2 separate regions of the Rattus norvegicus genome follow, and region 2 is linked to region 1. Evidence: chromatin contacts called from public Hi-C data. All regions are on one chromosome and are shown on one strand. Each heading gives the region's core, a stretch centred on a gene start, on an enhancer-like site or on the middle of the called end of the contact. The rest is flanking DNA. Distances are from core to core; before and after follow the strand shown.

Region 1 (7,613 bases), core at 2,561-5,060:
GGAGAACATGTGTTGAAAGTGAACCATCTCGAAAACCTTAACTCAAGAGATGACCTATCCGTAGGGCTGGGGATGTTGTTCAGTTGGTTTCTGGCCTACCTAGCATTCGGGAAGTTCAGGTTCCACCTCTGACACCACGTAGGGCAGGCATGCTTTTCCTTATTTGTAATCTCCGCAGCCAGGGGTGAAGGCAGGCAAACAGCACTTGTCATGCTTGGGCACATGCTGAGCTGGAGGCCATTTTGGGATAAACAAACCTGTTTCAGAATACTAAAATAAACAGATAAGAGTGCTAGCCACAAAGTACATAGTCTGACAGCTTGAGTTTGATCCTTGGAACTTGGAGGTGTGTGCATGCACACATGCAGTACACAAATTAAAATAAAAAACAGTCACAAAAGGAGTTTTCCTAATTATTACTAGGCTGTGTTCAAACTCAGTGCAGTCTTGGCAGAGTGGCTTATGCCTAGAAGACACGTACAAGGAAGCTCCTCTAGTGGGACAGGGCACCGGGGTGAGGGAGTGCTGGACTGGGTCTAGATAGCTCCACAGTGATTGTAGAAGCTGCAGGTAACAGGAGGGTGGGATCCAGACATCATTTTTTAAAAAAAGCAATAAATTCTCTGTGTATTGATCCAAAAAAACTACTGTGAATGGTGAAGTTTTTAATTAAATGGTTAAATGTCCTCTTTTCTACCAAGCTTTACTGTTTTCCTCTTGGCAGAGTCTGCGGAGGACGACGCCAGCAGAACTTGCAAATATGGAACCCTTGTATGAGTTTCACCCTCCTGTGTGGATAACTGACACTACACTTCGCAAGTCCCCTTTTGTTCCTCAGATGGGTGATGAGGTGAGACAGAAACCTTTGTGGGGGGGAGGTGCTCGTGAAAGTTCTGTGGTTGCCGTAAACATACACTTCCCTTTGCAGGTGATGTACTTTCGTCAGGGTCATGAAGCTTACATTGAAGCTGTCAGAAGAAATAACATTTATGAACTGAACCCTAATAAGGAGCCGTGGAGAAAAATGGATCTTCGGGTAGGTCACTGTTAACGTCCAGAGCACGTGCAGTAGAATATGAATGTGGGGACAGATGATAGCAAGAGCTGAAAAGGAGAGAATTCCCTGGGAATGCTGCTTTTCCAATCTGTTCATAATATCTTCTTGTTGAAAATGTCCATTTTAGCAAATGGCAAAGATTTTAATCAGTCATTCAAACACTTGATAAGGTGGTCGTGTGGCCCCTGCCTGCTTCCTGGGGGAGTAATTGGCATCAGAGTTGAAGGTAAATGGCTTTCAGGCCTTTATAGCCAGTCTTATTCCTGGTATCCTAGACAAGAAGTAGAAAGCTCATAAATGCATGAAGAAGGCAGTTCCTGTGGCCATGCACACACAGTGGCATGGGAGCCATGTGCTCATCATCGTGGCCACGTTGAGCTGCGCTGTGTTCTTGCACTGCCTGTTGCTGAAGCGTAGAACTCTGAGTGGTGGGAGGAGATGCATTCTGCAGTCTGTTTTGTTGCTTAGGACAGAGTAGCACTAGAATGTCAGCAGTGTTTACTGATGACTTCATATATAGTGAGGTAGAAAATGAAAGAAAATTAAGTTTATTTTTATTTTATATACATTGATGTTTTGCCTGCATGTATGTCTGTGTGAGGGTGTTATTAGATCTTGGAGTTATGGATAGTTGTGAGCTACCATGTAGTTGCTGGGAATTGAACCTGGATCCTGTGGAAGAGAAGTCAGTGCTCTTAACCACTGAGCCAATTTCCAGTCCTGAAAACATACTTTAAGTATTGAATTTTGTGGCCTGGTTTCTGTGATTTTTTTGGCTTTATGTCTACTTTACTATGCAATACAAATACATTCTCATACATGGGTTTAGTATTTGCATATTCATGATTATGTCATTTTAAAGCATGAAGTTCACACTGGGACGGTTGCAGGACTGTCAGTGGTGTTTGCGTTACCTGCGAGTGTGTTGCTGAAGGGGAAGAGTCCCCGAGTGTCACTCGTGCCTTTTGAGTGTGTTTCTCATGCGTGTGGTTTTTGAGGCAGCTGCTTTTGATAACAGCCTCTTAAGTACAGATTTTTTTAATTGGTGACTTCATGTTCCTTAGTATAAGAATCCTGTGATGTGCATGTTTTAGGGGGAAAGAGGGGGTTTAGAGAAGCTTCACTTAGATAATGCCTAAGTTAGCTGCGAGATCTGTTTATATATTTTCCAACTGTGCTTTCTTTCTCTCTGTCCTTTTCTGTGTCTACCATTCTTGTAGCTCAGGCTGGCCTTGAACTTCCCCTTCCTGCACCCTCTAAATTGCTTGGATGGCAAGTATGCTCAAGCAATTCTGGAGGTAGGCTGTTGTGAAATCTGATGCCCTTCTGTCCTGCTGTCACCAGGCATACATGTGACACACAGATACATGCAGGCAAAACACATAAGCTAAAAATTGAAAAAAACAACTTATAAGCAAAATCCTATTGTGTAACACAAAATTACATAAAGATGTTTATTCTAAGGAGGAATTAAAATCTAAGGAAGTGGGGTTGGGGATTTAGCTCAGTGGTAGAGCGCTTGCCTAGCAAGTGCAAAGCCCTGGGTTCGGTCCCCAGCTCCGAAAAAAAGAAAAGAAAAAAAAAAAAATCTAAGGAAGGGCAGGTAAGAGAGGTTGCGGATATGAGTTCAGTTCCCACTTCTCATGTGGTTGCATGATGGAGCCCACTCCTACATGCACTGCTTTGGCCTTTACATGGATGCTTTGGTACATGCAGACACACACATAAATAAGTGGAAAAACAGACAATAAAATGGTAACTGCTTATTGTACTGATTCTGCACCTCTTTGAAATTCCTCTCCTCACACCTGTGACATTTTCGAGTGAGCACAGTGACTGCTTAGTGAGCATGTTTCTGTGTAAGATACTGCCCTGCAGATTAGCAGCCAGTGGCAGATTACATGTAGCGTTTGGAAGCAAAGGTAAGAATTGGCTTAGTTTAGTAGTAGTACATAGAGAATTACAGTATTGACAAACTGCCTTTGAGAGCCATTTCTAAGTACACGTCTATTACAGGATCAAGAATTGGTCAAAATAGTTGGACTAAGGTATGAGGTTGGACCACCTACGCTCTGTTGCCTCAAACTAGCATTTATAGATCCAGCAACTGGCAGACTGACGGATAAATCTTTCTCTATTAGGTATGTATTTCTACATATAGGTGGGTATAATTTCCACTGAATTAGTTAGATGTAGAGTTTTACGTCCATAGGCTTTTCCCTTTTAGCTGCCTTAGGCATGTGGATCACTGTGCAAAGGCCGTCCAGGCAGCAGTTAGGCAGGGAGTCTGCTGCTTGGGTGGTTTTTCACAGTGCTCACACAGGTAGAAGATGAGAGCCTCTGCAGGAAATTTGTCACATGGTGGTTCCTAGTCACACATGATTGAGGATTGGATGTGCTGATCCCAGTTGAGCACACATTGCACGTTGCTGTTCTGGAGACTGAAAATGAAGACAGGGTCCCTCACTAAACCTGGAGCTCACTGTTTGGTTAGGCTAGCCGGCTAGGGATCTACCTTTCTGGCTTTCTCTGCCTTCTTAGCATTTACCTCTGACTTCCGTGTGGACCTTGGCAATCTGAACTTAGTCCTTATATTGCCCTAAAAGCACTTATTAAAGGAGTCATGTCTAGTACCCTTTATCAGCTATGGTTAGATATGCCTGGGAAGATGGCTCAGCCGAGAAAAGCCCAAGTTCCACCAAGCTGGGCAGGAAGAGATAGGCGGATACCTGGTACTCACTGGCTTGCCAGGCAAGCTCCAGACTAGTCTTAAAGAACGAGGTGGGTGGCATTTAGGGAATGATACCCAAGATGGTCCCCTGAAATCTACCCTTTCTGTGCACATGTACCCAGAAGTTTGAGATGACAGATAAGATAGTACCTGAGTCTTTTGAATATTGCTGCTTTCCACTGTGGTAATTTTTAATTTTCTTTTAGATATCATGATATGCCAGATGTTATTGATTTTCTTGTGTTGCGCCAATTTTATGATGAAGCAAGACAGAGAAACTGGCAGCCTAGTAAGTCTGTCTGTCCTTACTGAGTTACAAAGTCTTCACTGCACAGAGTACTTTGATTTATGGTTTATATAAACAATTTCTAGAAGCATAAGTGACCTTGAAATGCGTCTGCTTAGTGCTTGTGCTAACTGGTACCTATTCCTTATAGACTTCTTAGCTAATGACATTGCTTCTGCTTATTTTGTGCATGATTGGAAAAGACTGTCTTGTTCTCATTTTAGAGGCAGGGTAGCTTTGGCTCACCTGGAACTCCCAGAACCACCCACCTTTGCTTCTATCTCCCGAGTACTGTGGTAAAGGCATGTGCCTCACATTTAGCTATATGCAGTTATCTTTAATGTAGTACTTGTTTATTTTGTACTTCAGTAGGGTTTAAAACTGCTTCTCAACCTGTGGTTGAGACCCTGGGGATGAATGGTCTTTTCATCGGGGTTGCATATTTACAATTTTTAACAGTAGCAAAAAATTATGAAGTAGTAATAGAAATAACCTTATGGCTGGGATCTCCACAACTTGAAGAACTGTATTAAAGGATGCAGCATTTGGAAGGTTTAGAACTACCTTAAATTTAAAATATTTATAAACCATTTAATTTGATGGTTAAAAAAATAATTCCTAATTTAACACAAAATATATTGTGGTGCAAGCTGAGTGGTGGTGGAGCACAACCTTAATCTCAGCACTCAGGAGGCAGAGACAGGTGGGTCTGAGTCTGAGGTCAGCTTGGTCTACAGAGCAAGTTCCTGAACAGTCAAGGCTATACAGAGAGACCTTGTCTTGAAAACATGTTGTGGGGGGTTGGGGATTTAGCTCAGTGGTAGAGCACTTGCCTAGCAAGCACAAGGCCCTGGGTTCGGTCCCCAGCTCCAAAAAAAGAAAAAGAAAGAAAAAGAAAACATGTTGTGGAGTACCCACAGTATTTTACTTTTGATAAGACAAACAATGTGAGTTAAGTGATAGGACTTGAGGAACTGGTCCTTTAGTAAGTAGACAAGCCAGAAAGACGACTCAACTGTTAACGGACACTTGCTCCTCTTCCATAGGAACGGAGTTGAATTCCAAACGCCCATGCCAGGCAGCTCATAACTGTCTGTAACTTCATCTCCAGGGGATTTGACACCCACACTCTCCTTTCTACATGCATGCATGTTCTTTGTTTATGGATTTACCCTACTTGCCACCTCTACCCTGTTTTTTAAAAAAAAAAAAATCTTAGAAACAAAAAGAAATGCAGACATTTGGATCAGTAGGATGGCTTAGATGGTCCCCCTGTATCCCAGCCTGATAGCTGGAGTCTGGTCTCTAGAATCCACATGGTATGTAGAACCAGTGACACCTGGAAGTTGTCCTGACCCCCACATCACACCTCCCCCTAAGCCCCCCATAGTCCTTGTGTTTAGAGGAAGTTGCTTGCTCTGCTGTCAGCTTTACAGTTCACGATTATCTTGTAGCTCTCTTCAGACACCAGCAGAGGGCATCAGATCCCATTACAGATGGTTATGAGCCACCATGTGGGTGCTGGGAATTGAACTCTGGACCTCTGGAAAAGCACTCAGTGCTCTTAACCACTGAGCCATCTATCTCTTCAAAGTTGTCCTTTGAGACAGGGTCTCACTGTGGCTATAGCTGGCCTGGAACTCACAAGAGTGGTCAGAGAGCTGGATGTGGGTGACTTAATTTGCTGTTTATAAAACACTCTGCTAGCTTATGTGTACAAGGCATAGATGAAATGGGTGGAATTTTAATTGACTGAATGAAGTCCAATCAGGATTCACTGTAGTTGTAGGATACATTTAAATCCTTATAGTCTTGAGCCACTCCTGCAGGATAATAACTACATTGTGTGTGGGGGTGTGGGGGGGTAGGGGATAGGGATAATAGGGATAGGACACAGCTCTACCCCAGACCCATTCTACCCTTTGTTTGATTTGTAGAGGATCCTCTGCAAAAGCCTGTTAGAAGGATTGGCTTTCTTACTGTTGAATTACTATAAAATGGTAGGATTGATTAATGGCTATGTAGTTCTTTTAAATAATAATCATAATGCATTTTTAATGGTTCAGAGTACTTTCAGACTTGATTTTTAACTTTTTATTTTAAAATTTACTTATTTTATGCTTGTAAGTAGGCTCCAGTGAGGTCAGGATTTTCGGAAGGTCATTCCCGAGTCCCTGGAGATTGAGCTCAGGGTTTCAGGATGGAGCCAGGTGCTTCCTTCATCCATTAACCTGTCTCACTGCTCCCAAACTCCAGTTGCTCCTGGGTTTTTGATAGGTTTTAGAGCACATTTTATGCTGTGTTTGTAGCGACAAGTAAGCATAAGGGGGCCGTAATCCTCCGCACACAGTAGTGAGGTGACATTAGTCTTGTCCCTCTCCTCGTGTGCTGGTGGAATACAGAGCTTCAGCACCCTCCGTGATGTGCCCTTAACCCTGAGGATTTTGAATTTTCTTAAACTTTATGCTTGATCTCTGTTCTTTGTGTATTGCGGTATTTCATAGGTAAAAGGCGTACATAGTGTTTGCAAATGCATGCCTCAGACTTGATCATTTCTTTTACAGGCGACAGATTTCGATCTATAATTGATGATGCTTGGTGGTTTGGAACTGTGTTGAGTCAAGAGCCATATCAACCACAGTATCCTGACAGTCATTTCCAGTGTTACAGTGTTAGGTTGGTATACAGAATCCTGACAGTCATTTCCAGTGTTACGGTGTTAGGTTTGTTTACAGAAAACATCTCAGATCACAGGTAACTAGCATGCTTTAGGCCAGTGTCATTTTAAGCCATTGATTCAGTCTGAGCTCCAGAGTGTCTAGTATTTCTGAGTCAGTCACAGTTCAGCATTGATACTGTATCATTAGTAAAATACAGAAGGCCTTCACCGTTCTGCTGACTGTATAGATCAAAACCTGACATTCATGCTTCCACAGTGTCTTGTGTATTTTTACCTCACTGAGAAAGGTCTCATAGAGGTTCTGATGTTTTTGTAAACCTTACAAAAATTGTCATAATTTATTTTTATGTGGGTGGATATTTTGCCTGTGTGCACCATATGTACACACCATTTTGCTTGGTTCCCTTGGAGGCCACTTGGAGTTACATTACAGAGAGTTGTGAGCTGCCATGTGGGGGCTGGGAATTAAGTCTTTGTCCTCTGGAAGAGCAGCCAGTGCCCCTAACTGTTGGCTCATCTTTTTAGCCCTTGCATCAGGCTTTGCACTTTGTGGGTTTGGGTTTGGGTTTGGATCTTGGCCTTTGTGTTTTGGAGATAGGGTTTTACTTATGTCGACCTGGCTGTTCTGGCACTCTCCCCCTGTGCTGCCGCTCACGCTGTGAACCACCACAGTGGCAGTACTTTGCTTTTGTTGTATCTTTCTCAACTCTTTTGACATCGATGTTAGAGATGTACTTACTGCAGTGAGACCGCTGACTTCCATATTTCCTCTGTATCTGGTGCCTTGCTAGTCTTGTAGTTGTTTTGGGGAAAGGCTAACCGGTGCTTCATTTGTTCTTTGTTAAACAGGTGGGACAAC
Region 2 (7,613 bases), core at 2,739-5,238, 46 kb before region 1:
AATTTCTTTAGTTTTTAAGTAAAAGATATGTTAAAGTCTTATTGTTGAATAGACCTAATATTTTAAAATTAGAAAATGATCCTCATTTAGATGACACTTATAAAAAAAAAAGTCATTAAAAAGATCTATTTTCATGTGTATGAGTGCTTTGCCTGCATAGGGGTGTGTGTGTGTGTTTGTTTGTGTAACATATGTTCCTGTTAACCCATGGATGTCAGAAAAGGACATGAAATTCTTTGGATCTGGAGTAGCAGATGGTTGTGAGCCACCATGTGGTTTCCACGAACTGAACTCAAGTCTGTGAGAGCAGCGAGAAGTGCCCTTAACATTTTGAGTTATGTCTTCAGCCCCAAAGGATGATGCTTTGTCTCTTGAGTTTGTTTCTTTTGACCTCCTGGGTCTTGTGCATTCTACACAAGTGCTCTCCCACTGAGCTACAGCCCTAATTCACAGTTCTGCATCTTTACCATGGGCCATATGAATAGGATTGTTTCACCAGTTCTTGATGGCAGAAAGAAACAGCTCAGAGGCACCCCCCCCCCCCATTTTGCAGCCTGGGAGCTCAGACTTAGGTTATCCTAAGTACCATGTTTCCAGATTTGTTGACAGTTGCAGGAAATTTTTATAGCAATAGAGTAAAGGCATAAAGGCAATTCTCTAGTACATGGGTGGAAACGTAGGTGGTTACAGCAAAATGGAGAGTCTTTGCCATACCTCCTGGTGTTAGCCTTCAGAATGGTGGAGTCTGGCTGGAAGTAGTATATACTTGTAATCCCAGCTCTTGGGAAACAGGCAGGCAAATCTCTTGAGTTGGAGACCAGTCTGGTCCAGGACAGCCTGGGTTACACAGAAACCATGTCTTGAAAAAACCAGACCAAACAAAAAAACCAAACCAAAATCCCAAAAGCAAAAAGAAACAGAAAGGTGGAGTCTGCTTGAGCATTCCAGAAAGGATTTTACCTAACACCATGAAGAAGACAGGTGAAATACCGGTGGGTCTAGTTAGGGGCCCAGAGACAGCCCAAGATGGTTTGGTTCTGGACTTGTACCACTCCAGCTCTGGAAACAGGTTCTAAGGGTCCGTTGGCCTTGTACTGTGTTGAATATAGTGTGGCTATGTTTGGGTACTTCAGTTTGCACTGAGCTTTGTTGTATAAAAGGGGACAGACATGGTCCGATGATCGGTTCACCCCAGAAAGAATATACGGTTTCCTCACTGGCTGTAAGTGGTGGCTGGACCTTTGTATTTGTAGTTGACGGTCCCTGGGTACTGTTTTGTTCACTGCTGACTTTGCATGCTTTGAGGGCAAGAGCAAGACTTCCTTTTAAAGACTTTAGGATTTCGGCCCTTGTGACCTTTCTAATGTAGTTACTTCTACTAAAAGGTTCTACATACATGCGTGTATGTATGCATATATTTATTTGAAGGCAGGTCTTACCATGAGGTTTTACCTGTCCTGGAACTCATTATGTAGACCTGGCTGGCCTTGAACTCTAGAGATCTGTCCTCTGCCTCCCAAGTGCTAGGATTAAAAGCACGTGTTCCCACATCTGGTCTGCATGTCTGTAAATACTATTTTATTTATTTTCACTGGGTAGTCCTGGAACTTGCTCTGTAGACCAGGCTGGCCTTTGCTTCCTGAGTGCTGGAATTAAAGGTGTGCCACTATTTACCAGCAAACACTTTTATTTTATGTGTGTATACACTTTTATTGGTATGTGTACATGTACTCAGTGTCAGTGTGCACATACTAGTTAGTGTTAGTATTCTCCTCTGACCATGTGGGATCCAGGGATGGAACTTGGGGTGTGAGGGTTGGTGGTGAGTACTCTAAACTGGCTGAGACATTTTGGCTGGCCCAGTTTATATTCTTTTTTTTTTTTTTTTTTTTTTTTTTTTGGTTCTTTTTTTCGGAGCTGGGGACCGAACCCAGGGCCTTGCGCTTCCTAGGCAATCGCTCTACCACTGAGCTAAATCCCCAGCCCCCCAGTTTATATTCTTAAAAAAACGATAAAGACATTTAGATTTATGTATATGTATGTGCTAACAACTATGCAGCACATGTCACGGAGGGCATTAGGGCATTGGAGTCACGGGTGATTGTGAGCTACTATGTGGGTGCTGGGAACCAAACCTGGGTCCTCTGCGAGACTCCCAAATGATGTTGTTGGTGAGCAGCCTCTCTTGCCTTTTTAATACTTAACTTTATCCATTTACTGCCTGTATCTACACTCACGTGTGTGTGCATTTCATGGCACATATCCCTTTGTGTGCGACAAGGGGATTGACCCCTTTATCAGGCAGGACAACAGCGTCTCACTGGTCTCACTGTAGCTCTGACTGGCTGCCCTTGAACTCAACAGATATTTATTTTTGCCTCCTGAGCGCCTGCATTACCACACCCTGCACAGTTTTTCTTCATTACAATAAATTGCAATGCATTTATTTATTTGTTTATTTATTTATTTATTTAAAAATGAAGTTTGTCTTTTTCAATCTCAGTTAATGCTTTATTTTTATCTTCATTTTCACTTTTGAGACATGGTCTCAAGTAAACCAAGCTGACCTCAAGCTGGTTGTGCAGCTGAAGAAGAGCTCCCACTTTTGATGCTATCTGCTGTGCCTTTCAATTGTTGATGTGTTGCGGTAAAAATTTTAAGAAGGAACATTTTTCTATCAGTTCCTGCAAGCTGGATCCGCTTGCTCTGGCTGCTACTCTGAGTGGTCCTCTAGGTGGTAGTTAGCATGCCTGGTGAGTGCACACACACACACAAACACACACACACACACACACACACACACACAACCTCATTCAGTGGGCCCTTGTGTGTTCTCACTCTGTATAGGCAACAAAACCGGATTCCCATGCTCCAACTGCCTTTCAGCCATTTCTTTCACACGCTGTCCTCTTTAGTCCAGTAGAATCAAAGTTCCAGAAACTTGTAATTTAGCAATTAGATTTATATGTTAAATACTCATCCACAATACATCCACACAATAAATTCACTGCCAATTAATAAAGATGTAGACCACCCGGATCGGAATCATCTTCCTCTGCTGCGTTGGCTCCATCTTGATTCCTCTCCTCCCTCCTCCTCCCACCTTAAACAAAAGCTTTGTCCCTGCCCCACTCTGCTGTCTAATCATGTATCACCTTGACATCAACCTACACTGATGCCAGGTGTATTCTGTGTGATGTCGAGGTCAAACCCAGGGCCTCCTGATGATATAATGGGTGAGATATTTATTTATTTTTATTGTCAAGTACTGTGGAAAAACAAAACCAAAAGCTGTAACCTATAGAGCCTTTGAATTATCAGGTTGGTGCAAAAAGAACTAAGAATGGATTGACCACGAATTGTAGATCATAGATAGATTCTAGCAGACATACCTATATTAGTCAAAGCAGGAACAGTCATGCTCAAAGCATTAAAAACTTAATTTTATATTTATATTTATTTTGAGATAAGGTTCTGCTATGTAGACTAGACTGGAACTCTCAGATCTTCTGCCTCAGCCTCTGAGCACTGGGGTTAAAAGGTGTGTGCCACCAAACCCAGCTAGATTGACCATTGTGTTTTATGTGTTGGGGTGTTTTTCTCCATGTATGTCTGCACTACATGTATACCTGGTGCCCACAGAGTTGAGAAGAAGGTGTGAGATGCCCTGGGACTGTAGTCACAGATGGTTGGGTGCGTCTGTGGACGCTATGTCTTGAACCTGGGAGAGCATCGATGCTCTTACTGCCGAGTTAAGATGCTTGGCAAGTGGTGGTTGGTTGGCAGGAAGTTGGGTGATTGTGGTTGACAAGGCCACATTCATAGCTTAGTGTAACATAACTTGCAAGTGCTGCTGTAGGTGTGGGGTTTATTAGCGTGGAGAATTTTTGTTGCATCTCATGTATTTTCTGGGCTTCTCAGATGTGAGTTTCACTGTTGAGAAGGTGGTTGTGGATCAGACAGACTAGTGCAGGCTTGGTTTGAAGTTCTTGCTGCCAGTCCACTTTTTATCACAAGTCATTGAGAAATGGTTCATTTGTCCTCAGGGTGGCAGTGGCCCAAAGGTTTCTGCTTTGTTTGTTTTTTGGAACATTTTCCCTTTTTCAACTCGTTTCAAATGTTCGGTGGCCTTTGAAGGTTCCTAAAGAGTTCTGCCAACTGCTGTGGTAGTTTGGACGTCATAGCTGTCCAGCGTTCTCAGTTGGTTATTGTCCACTTAATGGCCAAACTCTGCTTCTCGTCTTCAGGGGTCAAGGTTCTTGCTCCCTTTGCAAAACAAAACGTCTTTTTGAAATTAACTTTTATTTTGTATGTATGATTGGTTTGCCTGAATGTATGTGCATGAACAAACCTGGTGTCTTTAGAGGTCAGAAGAGTCAGGTCCCTTGGAACTGGAGTAGACAGTTGAGTGCATCATGAGTACTGGGAACTGAATGCCAGTCCTCAGCAAGAGCTGACCCATCTCTCTAGCTGACCCATATCTCTAGCCCTGCAAAGTCTGTTAGCTCTGCTACCCACTGCACCTGCACTCTTAGCATTTCTGGTCCAGGTGTAAGGTGGATGCTATGGGTGGTCTTCTCCGCTTTATGGCCCATTCTGAACTGTGTGTGTGACCGGGGCTTTTATCTAATCCCTGGTCCATATTATAGAGCAAATATAGAATAGCATGCAATAAACCACTAGCAAAGAAGATAACAACTACTCACTGACGCCCTATATAACATAACACATTTATCTTTTAAAGGTTTATTTATTTATTATAAAGAAATACACTGTAGCTGTCTTCAGACACACCAGAAGAGGGCATTAGATCTCCATTACATATGGTTGTGAACCACTATGTGTTTTCTGGGAATTGAACTCAGGATTTCTGAAAGAGCAGCAGTCAGTGTGCTTAACCACTCAGCCATCTCTTATAACCCATATATATGGCCCAATATAACACATTTATTAAAAATGTATTCCAGTACAACATATTTCCACATTGAAAAGCCATCATTACTGTTGAACAACCTAGCATGAAAAACTAGTGTATGTTTTTGGCTTTTAGAGTTTGGTGTCTTTTGGCATTGATTCCTGTGAGAAGTAGTTCTGTTTTCATTTCTTGAGCTTCATCTAGCCAGCTTCTTAGGGAGGTGTCAGATTAGGTGCCTGTGCATAGATTGTAGGTGCTGCAATCCCATTTAGACAGCTGAGGAGGAGGGTCACATATGGAGGAGGCCAGCCTGGCCTGCCATACATAGCATAACCCCGTGTCAAAAACAGAAACAAAACTTGTGTCATTGCGTAGCCATGGTGCTAAAGATGGAGCTTGGCTGTAGATTGCTTCCCTTTGCGTCTGAAGCTCTGGGTTAAATCCTCAGAGTTGTAAACAATACCTACCCAAACAGCAAACCAGTCTGCAGCCTCAGACACAGCCACACCCACAATCCCTGCGTCCTGAAGGCTGAGGTTTAGGAAAGCTTACAAATTCAGGGCCAGCCTGAGATATGCCTAACAGGTTTCAGGCCAGTCAGGGCCCAAAGTGAAATCATCTTTTTTTTTTTTTAAAGGAGCTGGGTGTGGTGGCACATGCCTTTAATCCCTGAGGCAGTTGGTGGCCTGTTATATGGGGGGTGTGTGTGTGTGTGTGTGTGTGTGTGTGTGTGTGTGTGTGTGTGTGTGTGTATGTACATGCACACATATCCTTCAGTTTTATTTGAGATGCATTCATGTCTTTAATGGTGGGTGTCTCCCTAAGTTAAAGTTACAGTTCTTTCCGTGGTTTGTTCCTGTGGCTTCTCTTTATTGAAGTACAGTTAACATTCTGCCTCATGATTCTATTTAAGTGTTGACTTTGATAAAAGCAGAGTGTTGTTAGCACAGTGAAAACAGTTAAGAGTTCCCTGGTACCTTCATGCATTCTCTGATACTCTTTCTCTGACTGCACTAGGTGGTCTCTGTTGTATCTTATCAGTATAAGAGTTTGTCCTTTGGTATGTTAATGAATGTATGTATGTCTCAGCTTCCCTAGATCCTTCTTCCACGTCTTCATGACCACCTTGATCACCTCTTTCCTTCTTAGTGATCTACTGAGTCTTAATTCATGGGTTTTTCTTTTTTTTTTTTTTTTTTTTTTCTTTTTTTTCCGGAGCTGGGGACCGAACCCAGGGCCTTGCTAGGGCCTTGCTCCTGCTAGGCAAGCGCTCTACCGCTGAGCTAAATCCCCAACCCCAATTCATGGGTTTTTAACCTGTGGGTCTTGACCCCTTTTGGGGGTCACATATCGGGTATTTACAGTATGATTCATAACAGGAGCAAAATTATAGTTATAAAGTAGCAACAGAAATAGCTTTATGGTTGGAGCTGTGGCATTAGGAATGTCTGTTTACTTAGTGCTGCTCACATGTGCAGTGTGAAATCATCTTTTCTGGTCTTTTTTTTTTTTTTTCTTTCATTTTTTTTTTTTTTTTTCGGAGCTGGGGACCGAACCCAGGGCCTTGCGCTTTCTAGGCAAGCGCTCTACCACTGAGCTAAATCCCCAACCCCTTTTCTGGTCTTTTAAAAAGTCTATTGTAACCCTGGCTGTCCTGGAACTAGGTATGTAGACTGAGCTGATCATGAGCTCTGCCTTCCCAGTGTGATAGGTGTAAGGCTCTGTGCTTGGCTTAAGAATTTGTTTTTAGGGCTGAAGAGATGGCTCAGCTGTTAAAGGCTAGGCTCACAACCAAAAATATAAGAATTTGTTTTTGGGGCTGGGGATTTAGCTCAGTGGTAGAGCGCTTACCTAGGAAGCGCAAGGCCCTGGGTTCGGTCCCCAGCTCCGAAAAAAAGAACCAAAAACAAAAAAAAAAGAATTTGTTTTTATTGCTAAATATTATATTGGTGCTGTGTGTTTACTTATTCATTTGTTACTAGAAGTTAGTTTTTACCTTAATTGAAAAGAGGTTTTTTTATTCATGTACGGCCTGCAGAGGGTGACTCAGTGATTAACAGCACTTGATGCTTTTGTGAAGGTCTTGGGGTTTGGTTCCTAGCACCCATTTGGTAAGTCACAGTCATCCTTAACTCCAGTTCTAGGGAAATCTCTCTCTTGGTCTGAAGGTATGCACATACTGCACAGGTGCAGGCAAAACTGTTATACACAGATATCTTAAAACATTAGTGGGCCTACTTCCATGAGTGTGTTTTATATACTATCAGATACCTAGGAGGGGTGGCTGTACGGTTTTCAAAAGCTCTGGTTTCTTTTTTTTTTTTTTTTCCTTTTCTTTTTTTCAGAGCTGGGGACCAAACCTAGGGCCTTGCGCTTTCTAGGCAAGCGCTCTACCACTGAGCTAAATCCCCAACCCCAAGCTCTGGTTTCTTAAGTGCCCATCTGAAGCTTCTCCATGTGCTCTTTCTCAGTTTTGTTTTGCCTCTGCTCTTTGAGCTGGAGTCTGACAGCAGTGCAAGGTGGTTTTGGATTGACTTTGTGCCTGAGTATGGGATTGAATTTCTGCCTCTTCCTCCAAGTGCTAGGATTACAATGTTTGACCAGCTTTTGCTTCTGGCCAGTTTTTAATGCTAACCAGGCCAGCCTGCTTGATAATAGCAGTGGTTCCTAGTGGCTTGTGCTTGGCTCAGTGCTCTGC

Evidence for each region. A called contact is a pair of places that touch in the nucleus more often than the background predicts.
Region 2: a contact with region 1 is called in a Hi-C map of liver, with 1.8 times the contacts expected there. The contact joins two enhancer-like sites. A contact is called at or near these places in 4 of 12 Hi-C or Micro-C datasets (the A7r5 cell line, hepatocytes, kidney and 1 more) and 1 of 1 datasets of contacts at active chromatin or transcription factors (oligodendrocytes).

What each region holds. Positions count from the first base shown.
Region 1 is chr11:48,787,233-48,794,845 of GRCr8, reverse strand. It overlaps Brwd1 (bromodomain and WD repeat domain containing 1), which reads left to right. Exons shown (of 41, transcript NM_001371922.2): 24 at 725-850; 25 at 929-1,036; 26 at 3,074-3,198; 27 at 3,995-4,077; 28 at 6,639-6,750; 29 at 7,604-7,613. Among named protein-coding and RNA genes, the nearest start is that of Mir6324, 10 kb to the left of the region's middle. Within about 2 kb of position 3,810, at least 2 of the 93 cell types and tissues checked have an H3K27ac peak or open chromatin away from gene starts, as enhancers often do. A contact at or near this core is called in liver, where this site is marked.
Region 2 is chr11:48,833,651-48,841,263 of GRCr8, reverse strand. All of the region lies in intron 4 of Brwd1 (bromodomain and WD repeat domain containing 1), which reads left to right. Among named protein-coding and RNA genes, the nearest start is that of Brwd1, 11 kb to the left of the region's middle. Within about 2 kb of position 3,988, at least 13 of the 93 cell types and tissues checked have an H3K27ac peak or open chromatin away from gene starts, as enhancers often do. A contact at or near this core is called in liver, where this site is marked.